Regions from separate parts of the Ovis aries genome. Here region 2 is linked to region 1. The links are chromatin contacts, called in public Hi-C maps. All regions are on one chromosome and are shown on one strand. The core of a region is the stretch at or near the end of the contact, and the rest is flanking DNA. Distances in the headings are between cores, read along the strand shown. Region 1 has its middle 18 kb from the start of PHB1. Region 2 overlaps ZNF652 (zinc finger protein 652).

Evidence for each region. Hi-C and Micro-C count contacts between places; a contact is called where the count stands out from the background.
Region 2: a Hi-C map of hypothalamus shows a contact between it and region 1, with 6 times the contacts expected there. The contact joins two enhancer-like sites. A contact is called at or near these places in 13 of 16 Hi-C or Micro-C datasets (blood, hypothalamus, liver and 6 more).

The regions. Positions count from the first base shown.
Region 1 is chr11:36,943,880-36,948,739 of ARS-UI_Ramb_v3.0, forward strand. No RefSeq gene overlaps it. Among named protein-coding and RNA genes, the nearest start is that of PHB1, 18 kb to the left of the region's middle. Within about 2 kb of position 2,787, at least 10 of the 54 cell types and tissues checked have an H3K27ac peak or open chromatin away from gene starts, as enhancers often do. A contact at or near this core is called in hypothalamus, where this site is marked.
Region 2 is chr11:37,018,108-37,023,233 of ARS-UI_Ramb_v3.0, forward strand. ZNF652 (zinc finger protein 652) reads left to right here. Exons shown (of 7, transcript XM_042255846.2): 3 at 1-41; 4 at 3,192-3,339; 5 at 3,676-3,791; 6 at 4,264-4,408. Among named protein-coding and RNA genes, the nearest start is that of ZNF652, 48 kb to the left of the region's middle. Within about 2 kb of position 1,569, at least 9 of the 54 cell types and tissues checked have an H3K27ac peak or open chromatin away from gene starts, as enhancers often do. A contact at or near this core is called in hypothalamus, where this site is marked.

The sequences.
Region 1 (4,860 bases), core at 1,537-4,036:
GTGCCACCACCCTCTCACTTCCTGCGGCCTGCATGTGCGGACTCTCCTCTCGCTTTCCTCTGCCCTCCCTTGCTTCTCTCTGGAGCACCTCTCCTCTCTCACCTCCCTCTTTCAATCCCAGTCCCTTTTTGTCTCAAGCCCAACTTAAAATCCTTCTTCTCCAGGAATTTGCCTGTGGCTGACCTCTTCCCACCCTTCTTTACACAGAAGGTCTCCTTTTATTCAAAAGACTTTAGCTCTGGAACTCTGGCAACAGAGGGGTTGAGGACTGAACAAAAAAGGAGTGAAGAGGCCTGTCCCAGCTGGTAGAGTCTGGGATGCTTTGGCAAGGCCCAGATGCACACGGCTGGAAGAGAGAATGGAAATGTACTGGCCTGGGGAAGCTAGTTTAGATTTGAAAGAGGACGACTTTGCCCAGGACGCTGTGTGGAGAAGGAGGAGGGTGTATTTCCAGCATCCTCCAATCAAGCTACGTTGGAAGAGAGAGTACAACTAACAGGGCAATGTTGCTTTGAAGGAACTGGAAGCTGTTGTCATCCAGGGAAGATCAGACAAACCACTTGGATTAGCCAGAAAAGCCTTTTATTGATGACAGGCTTGGACCATCTAAATTTGCCTGAATGAGCTGTAAACATTTGGGTCAGGGGCTGGCAAAGTCTGGCATGCAGGCCACATGCAGCCCACGGCTTGTTTTTGTACATCACATGAGCTAACAGTGGTTTTCACTGGTTTTCAATGGTTGGAAAAAATCAAAAGAATACTATTTTGTGACACATGAAAAAGATATGAAAATCAACCTTCAGTGTTCATAAGTAAGAGTTTTGTTGGAAAATAACTATGCATGTTTGCCACTAGAGTAGCAGACTTGCATATTTATAGCTGAGATTATATGGCCTGCAAAGCCTAAAGTATTTACTCTCTGCCCTTTTATAGGAAATGTTTGCTGACCTCTGACTTAAGGAGATTAGATAGCCTTAAATATGGGGTGAACCCTGAAATTTGGAAGTCTCAGGCCTGAGGGCTTTATGTCAGATACAATGTAATTGTCACCCAAGTCCCTGACTGTGTCCGAGGCTACAGTGAACTGGGAAGAAAAGTAACATTGAGGCCCTGGCACACAGACTTATAACACCAGCTGTCTCCGTGGCCGCACATGGTTCTGGAATAGGCAGAGTGGGAATGGGGTAGGAGACAGATGGGAATTAGGTGACCCCATAGCCACTGAGGGGTCTGAGGATCTCCAGGCCTGGGGTAAAACCACTTCTTTTCCATTTGTCTGCCCTCCAGGAGGGTTTGCCGCTGGACTGTCCTTTCCAAGCCAGGCGAGGCCACAGCCAAGGAAGGGAGCCTGGTGCAGCAATGACTTCAGAGATGGGGCCTCTGGGACACTTAGCCAGTGGGTGGGAGAGTCTCTTGGTTAAGACGGTGTCTATCCTGGACAATCAGAGACCCCAAAAGAACCCACAGATGTTCCTCACTGTAGATTGTGCCAACCCTGTTCTCCACCAAACATTCAAGAGCAGAGGAGCTTGCCGTCTCTGGCTGACGATGGCTTCTTTGTCTTACTTGCCTCCGCCGGCCTCTCAGTGGGAAATGCTATTTCCCTCTCCCACGTCCACAACCCTCCAGCTCACTCACTTCCTTCGGGAATTTCCACTGCAGTCACAACAGCACAGAATTGAGCAGAAGGTTTTCAGGGCCTCAGGAACAGCCCCTTCATTTGGGGGAGGAGGGGAGGAGACTTGCCCAACATCCCACAGGATGCAGGTGGTAGGGCCAAGGGTGGAATCCGGCGTCCACCCTCCATCTAGTACTGTTTCCATCCCATCTCTCAGCTTCCAGGATTCTATACCCAGGAGCCCCTGTCCTGTAAATCCTTGGCACTCGTGGGTGTGCAAGTGCGTGTGGGGTCCTCATTCCCTTTGTGGGCGCACTTCCATCCCCAGCTAGACCTCAGCACTTAGGAGGCAGAGACAGCACTTATGCCTTCTAAGGCCCTCATGCCAGGGCACTACGTTCAGCCTTGCTGACACTGAAACTCTGAGCTGGCCTGGAAGTCCCAGGTTTCTCACCCCAGAAGACAACTACGTTTGTAAAAGAATATGAGTTCTAGAATCAGAAAGATTCGTGTTGGGATTCTGACTCTGCCACTTACTAGTTTGGGAGACCTTGGGTAAATTACTCAACAACTTTAACCATCCTTTTTGTCTCATTAAAACTAAGGACACAAATATCCACATTGCAGGGTTGTTGAGGAATAAGTGAGATGACAGATGTGAAAATGCTCAGCACACAGGAGATGCCCCAAATCTCCTCGTTCCTATCCCTATTTGTGTTTGAAGGTGCTGCCTGCCTCTCCCTAATATCAGATATCAAAAAACTTATTTGGGCATCTACAGGCCCCTGATTCGAGGCCAGTTATTGAAGAGGGGGCATAGGGACCATCATGGGTCTGCCCCTGGATTGATTCAAACAAGAAGATGTTGGAGGAGTTGAGTTCCAGGCTCCTCCTCCTCAGAGCCCAGATGTCTTGAGGTAGGAGGCTTGATCTAGCACTCAGAAAGCTGCGTTCAGACCTTCCTTATTTGAGATTGGGGGTACAAGCTGGCTGCACATATTCCAAAATGTGTTTCATACAAAGGATTTGCACAAATCTCATTATATCGCCAAGTCTCCATTTCCCCATCCTTGCAATGAGGGAGTAAACAGCTGTTTGCCAGCTGAGCTCAGGGGAGTGTGGAACGTGTCCCCTGGGGCTCTGAGTCCCTCCTTTCCCTGCTACATACAGCCACAGCAGTGTTGAGTTTAGCAGTCTTACAGGAAGGCCTCAGTCACTTAGTGGTCTTAAAGGAAGAGATCCATGGCTACAAAATTTTGAAATCCACTATCCTGTGGAAGCTGTTTGAAATGGCAGCCCACTCCAGTACTATTGCCTAGAAAATCCCATGGATGGAGAAGCCTGGTGTCCATGGGGTCGCAAAGAGTCGTACACGACTGAGCGACTTCACTCACTTCCATCTCTCAAGTCTGTTTCAGGCCCAGCCCTGCAAGGCTGTGGCCTCTCTTCTCCACCAGGTGGCAGCAACCTGCCTGCTGCTGCAGGTGCCAGGCTGTGTTGACAAGTACAAAATGTTCAGAAAAAGATCCCAGGGAAAGGACCAGGAGGATGTTAGCACCAGCTAACATTAGCCTTAACCAGAGGGTAAGTAAATAGATAGAGGTGACCCTCTGCAGTCAACTTCCTGATATAGAACCCCCTGGGCATCTGTGACTGTAAATATACCAAATGTTCTGCCTCAACCACCAGCCAAACTGGTGCTACCCCTCTCTTCGCCAGGTGGGAGATCGCCATTAATTCAGCTTTAACTCTTTCTAAAACCAGACAGGCTCTTACTGTGTTGGATACTCAGGCTTTGGTAGCCTGAGGTCAGTTTGGGGGAATTAACCAGTTTTTAATGAATTAGTGAGACACAGAGGGGACATTACATTCTCCTTCTGAGACACCAAGAGTTTCCCTCCAACTCCCCAAACACTCATGAGGAAAAGCAAAATAAAATCTGATAGTCTTAGGGACAGTTTGGACTTCCACTGCGTGGATGCTCTGTGAATGAGTAGACCTGAAAAGGACAAGTGTCATATACACAAGCTGGTCCATCTACTCATCCAACAATGATTACTGAGTGCCTACTGGGTACAGTCCTGGGTTAGATGCTTCAGGGGACCAGAAGATGAGTCAAACACAGATCTTTTATAAAGAAGTGAATACAACTAAGTCAAATGACAAGTGATCGGGTCGTGTGTATTGAAGTCATATTGTGTATCTTCTTCTCCCTTCAGATTTCTGTTTCTTATTGTTTGTTTCAGGTAAAAAGTTAAATGATGAGGCCATGAAATGGGAGGAGAAACAGGGAAATGGAATGGTTAAAAGGAAAACAGAGACAGTTCAAACATTTGCCATCAGTTCAGCTCAGTTCAGTTGCTCAGTGGTGTCCGTTGCGACCCCATGAATTGCAGCACGCCAGGCCTCCCTGTCCATCACCAACTCCCGGAGTTCACTCAGACTCACATCCGTCGAGTCAGTGATGCCATCCAGCCATCTCATCCTCTGTCGTCCTCTTCTCCTCCTGCCCCCAATCCCTCACAGCATCAGAGTCTTTTCTAATGAGTCAACTCTTCTCATGAGGTGGCCAAAGTACTGGAGTTTCAGCTTCAGCATCATTCCTTTCAAAGAAATCCCAGGGCTGATCTCCTTTAGAATGGACTGGTTGGATCTCCTTGCAGTCCAAGGGACTCTCAAGAGTCTTCTCCAACACCACAGTTCAAAAGCATCAATTCTTTGGCACTCAGCTTTCTTCACAGTCCAACTCTCACATCCATACATGACCACTGGAAAACCATAGCCTTGACTAGATGGACCTTTGTTGGCAAAGTAATGTCTCTGCTTTTGAATATGCTATCTAGGTTGGTCATAACTTTTCTTCCAAGGAGTAAGCGTCTTTTAATTTCATGGCTGCAATCACCATTTGCAGTGATTTTGGAGCCCCTCAAAATAAAGTCTGACACTGTTTCCACTGTTTCCCGTCTATTTCCCATGAAGTGGTGGGACCAGATGCCACGATCTTCGTTTTCTGAATGTTGAGCTTTAAGCCAACTTTTTCACTCTCCTCTTTCACTTTCATCAAGAGGCTTTTTAGTTCCTCTTCACTTTCTGCCATAAGGGTGGTGTCATCTGCCTATCTGAGGTTATTGATATTTTTCCTGGCAATCTTGATTCCAGCTTGTGTTTCTTCCAGCCCAGCATTTCTCATGATGTACTCTGCATAGAAGTTAAATAAGCAGGGTGACTATATACAGCCTCGA
Region 2 (5,126 bases), core at 319-2,818, 73 kb after region 1:
TGTCCCTTCACCAGCAAACAGACTGTGAAAAAAATATTCAGGTAGGTCTTATCACCAAGAGGGCAAACTTTCCAGGATAGAACCTGGCTGTTTCAGACTCACCTGGTATCTGCCCAAGAGAATAAATACAGTAGAGGCTGAAGGGACAGTTTTCACCAATTTATCTGTTTTTTTAAGCCCCTGCTTTGGTATTTTCAAAACCAGGCTTAACATTTTCTTTCAAAAGCATAAATTTTAACTGACGCTGGACTAGTGGGAACCCAGGTCCATTGGAAAGGGGAATCTGTTAATAGGTGATTGACAAGGAGATGAAGTCAACACTGACTTGGCACTGAGATTTACTCTTGTAAGACATGTAATATAGTTCATTCTGGTGTCTTCGCTGTCAAGGTGGGAGATATCAAGTAAAAGTCAGGAGTAGAGAGAGGTCCTTTTCTAAGGTTTGAAAGGATGCCAGGTTCTAGTACAGCTGTTGGGGACAAAAACCATAATGACTCAGACTGGTGGAAATGGAAGATCTCCAGGAGTGAGTTTGCTTCTAAACCAGTGGAGAGATGACAGCACTAAATTTGTCAAGAGGCTAAGCTCATGGGAATATGCAAACTTTAAAGGAGGCTGAGCTGGTTGAAAATATTGCCTACCTGGCGGTAGGCTTATAGAATGCTACGGTGTAGTATTAAAGTAACAAAACACGGTATTCGAACCAGGTTGGTGTCTTGAAAGGACTATGTTGTGATAGGTTAAGAGGTGTGCTAATTATGTTGTGTGAACTATGTTATGTTGAGCTATGTTGGTTTGCACATGTAAGTGCATATTTATGAATATGAATATTCATTCATAAAAGGTAAGTCTATTGACGTCTCCAAAAGATATGTAAAATAGACATTTCTTGTACCATGCTTAAGCTGAACTTCTTGTAGAAGATGAAATCGTTTGGTTTCAGTGTGTTTCTTGGAGTACTCCTAATTTGGAATGTTCCTTATTTGTCATTTTTCTTCCTTGTTTTTAATCAACAACTGAAATCATTACTTTAAAGAGGTTTTTTAAAAATATGAATTAGGGGCTTCCCCACTGGCTCGGTAGTAGAGAATCTGCCTGCCAGTGCAGGAGATATGGGTTTGCTCCCTGACCCAGGAAGATCCCACATGCCAGAGCTAATCCCGTGTGCCACAGCTAGTGAGCCTGTGCTCTGGAGCCCCAGAGTCACAGTTATTAAGCCCATGTGCTGCAACTACTGAGACCCTTGTGCCCATGCTTTGCACCGAGAACCCACCACAGTGAGAAGCCTGAACACTGACCGCAACTAGAAAGTAGCCCCCGCTCTCCACAGCTAGAGAAAAGCCCCCGCAGCAACAAAGACCCAGCACTGCCAAAAATAAATAAATAGAGTTATAAATAAATACATATATAAATTATATTTGCTAAAAATTCACTGCATTTTGATTCATCAGCTGTGACTTGACCTCTGGCATACTTGGTAAATAAAAGAAGACTGAATCGTGGCGCCTGTCACTCAGTAACTACTGGTGCCAGGACTTGGTTCTCAATTGGTTGCAGCAGTTCAGGCCAGAGGAAGTGCGATGCTGTGCTGCACCCTAGGGGTCAGACTTAGTTCTGTAATGATCCATTGCTGAAAAGGTGTCTCTTGATCTTTGTGTCTTTGTGTAGTTGTTTTTTGGGTTTTTTTTTCTTTTAACTTTGCTTCACTACGTACAGAAGGGGCTTTCTTGGTAGCTCTCCTGGTTAAAAATTGGCATGCCGGTGCAGGAGATGCGGGTTCAGTCCCTGGGTCAGGAAGATCCTTTAGAAGAGGAAATGGCAGCCCACGCCAGTCTTGACTGGGAAATCCCGTGGACAGAGGAGCCTGGCAGGCTGCAGTCCATGGGGTCCCAAAGAGTCAGATACAGCTTAGCGACTAAACAACAAGAAGAAATGCAGAAAAGAAAACATTTAATAAATCCTTTTTTTGTGTGACTGTATTCACTGTTCCTTACTGTAATTTCATTTAAACTTATCATTTAAGTTTTGTAGATTCTGCTGAATGAACTCTTTTTGCATTTCTAATCCTGATGACCTAATAAGTAAAAATTAAAGCTGTGCTCTATAGAATGAATGGCTTATAGGGTTTGTCTGTCCTTTCCTCCAGCAGTATCCAGCCAGAGGCTTATCTCTGTGACTTTTCTTGGTCCTCATTTCCTGAAGTGACAGTGTGTTCAGAGATCTTTATTAAATTTTGCAGCGAGTAACAACTTTTTCCCTTATGTATTACAGAGGCTGATGGTTACCTAGAACTTCCTAATACTGTTTTTAAACAGAAGTATTTTATTTTGATACATTATGATATCCTAGACTAGTAATGATGCATAATACAGGGCAGTAGGTGGATTGCCTGTGTCTCCTACAAATGCCTGTGCGAGATCTGGATCTGAGCTCCTCAGGAAAAGGGAGGATACCAGCAGCTGAGGGGTTATGCTAAATTCTGCCAGAGGGAAACATTTAATAGAGAAAATTAGGAAAATATAGTAAAATCTCAGTAGTTTGTATTAATGAAGACTCTGAATATGTTCGCTAAGCTACAGAAATACTGTTATTCTTCCGTAGATCTATAACCATTCACGTATGCTTTGTTTTATCTTGCTTTTATGTTAATTTAAAATGAGTTTGTATCCTCTGGTAAACACATATTAACTACATAGTAACCCATGTGTAGGAAACAGCTGCTTACAGTAATCCATATTTTTTAAAAAAAACAAAACTTGAAGGTTCTTTTCAAAGGTACAATACTAATTTGATAAAAGCAGTCAATTCTTTGATATTAGTGGAACTTTGTATTTCTTTTTGTCTTACTTTTTGCCATTGTTTTCATACTCCCAAAGTGTCTCTAAAAAAATTCATCTTAGGAAATGGAACATAAAGATGTTGGTTTTGAAATCTGGACTTCATGAAAGAATAGCATTTGTTTGGGTTCTGGTCTGTGCCACAAATCTAAAACACACCCACTTCTTGAGACTTCCCTGGCAGTCCGATGCTTAGGACTCTGCACTTTTACGCTGTGTCCTGGGTTCAGTCCTTGGTTGAGGGAACTAAGATACTGCAACCCATTCAACTTGGCCAATTTCAGCTGCTGGTCCACAGGTGAGGCTTTCTGGAAACCCCTATAAGTAAAGATTATTTCTGTTTATCCTGCTCAGTGTGTTTCCTGTAATAAATCGTTCAAGAAACTCTGGTCCCTTCATGAACATATCAAGATTGTCCATGGATATGCAGAAAAGAAATTTTCCTGTGAAATTTGTGAGAAGAAATTCTATACCATGGCTCATGTACGGAAACATATGGTTGGTAAGTTGCTTTTCTCTAACACCTATAATTTTCCCTTGTTCTTTGGTGTGTTTTATGCTTCAGATTGGGCAGCATATGAGACACTGCCTTATTTGAATCAGTTTTGACTTGTTGAAACCAGATGCAACGTGTCTTCAGTAAGCATCACCAGATTGGATGGTAGAGTCTTCCACACCCAGGTTTCTTTTCACCATTGTTATTCTTTCAACTTTGCTGTTACAGCCTCACAGATTAGAGGGCAGTAAATTAAGATGTCCTTACAGTAGAACATGTCTCTTTTCCAGTTCGAGCCTTTTGGTGACCTGATTTTGAGTATAAGTCCATTCTCTGTTGCAGCACACACAAAAGATATGCCGTTTACCTGTGAAACCTGTGGGAAGTCATTCAAACGCAGTATGTCACTCAAGGTGCACTCCTTGCAGCACTCTGGAGAGAAGCCCTTCAGATGTGAGGTGAGCCTGGGCTGGCCCCCAGGCCCAGCTGTGGGGGCTGGCTTGTGTGTGTATGCGTGGTGAGCAGTGGAAGAGAGGCGTGCCTTGTGCAAGGCACAGGCTGCATTTCCACAGAACCATCAGACCCATGTGCTGAGCGCTGTGTGTTGTTAGCTCACTGCTGGGTAAAGAGCAGTCATTTTTAACACAGTGTTGACTTTCTTAGATTAGGTTAAAGTTGGGATTAACATGTGGTAAATTATTTTACTTTTCTCACTCATTCAGAGAAGTTGGATATACTTCAATGATAATTATTTAAGAAATGTTCCCTTTTATTAATAACTCAGCTGGGAAATACAGCAGAGCCAAACAGTTGACACAAGCAGGTTCTGTTTTGAGTGTGAAAAATAACCCTAATCTCAGACTATATAGGGTGGGCGCAGGTAAAGCTGCTATGCCTGGCATTCAAAAGTCTCCACTGTGTCCAATGCAGAACTGTGACGAAAGGTTTCAGTACAAGTACCAGCTCCGTTCCCACATGAGCATCCACATCGGGCACAAACAGTTCATGTGCCAGTGGTGCGGCAAGGACTTCAACATGAAGCAGTACTTCGACGAGCACATGAAAACACACACTGGTAAGGAATTCTTGAGAAAGGTACAGATGTGTCTCGGGCGCTTATTGATGATCACCTGTGAGTCCGTTTACTTAAAATTCTAAACCACAAGCCTGCATCCTAAATGCAAATGCCCCTTTATATAAATCTGATACTGAACAATACAATTTTATAATATAGAAAAATTAAGCTTTTATCAATTTATTTATTTCAAAAAGTATTGTTAGTGCCTTTTAACTGTGAGTTTCTTCAAGGTGATGGACTCTTTATTTGGGGCACAGGATCTCCTGAAATTGTATGAAACATTTTGTGTATGTGTATATGTTATTTTTCTGAGGAAAGGATTCTAGGTCTTTAAAAAATGGAGGATATTGACTGCTTTTAGCAGAATACCCTCTCAGTATTGGAATTGATTGGATTGACTTACCAAAATTCACTACTTTTCATGAACATAACCATCAACTGAGGTTAAATAATGTTTTAACTGCTTTATGTTTTCAGGGGTATATGCTTCATAGCATAGAATTGTCTTGTAAGCATTTGATCACCCAGCCTTCAGAGAGCTGGTTAGAATAATAGCCCAGTGTAAACACTGGGGCATTGTATCTCTATCTCATCTTGATGCTCTGGAATTAGATGTCTGTGCACAAACTGAACAGTATGAAACATTTTTCAAGCTTTTAAATAAAATCTAATCACAGAATTCTAGGTCTTATTAGTCTGCAAAGTAGCAGAGCTA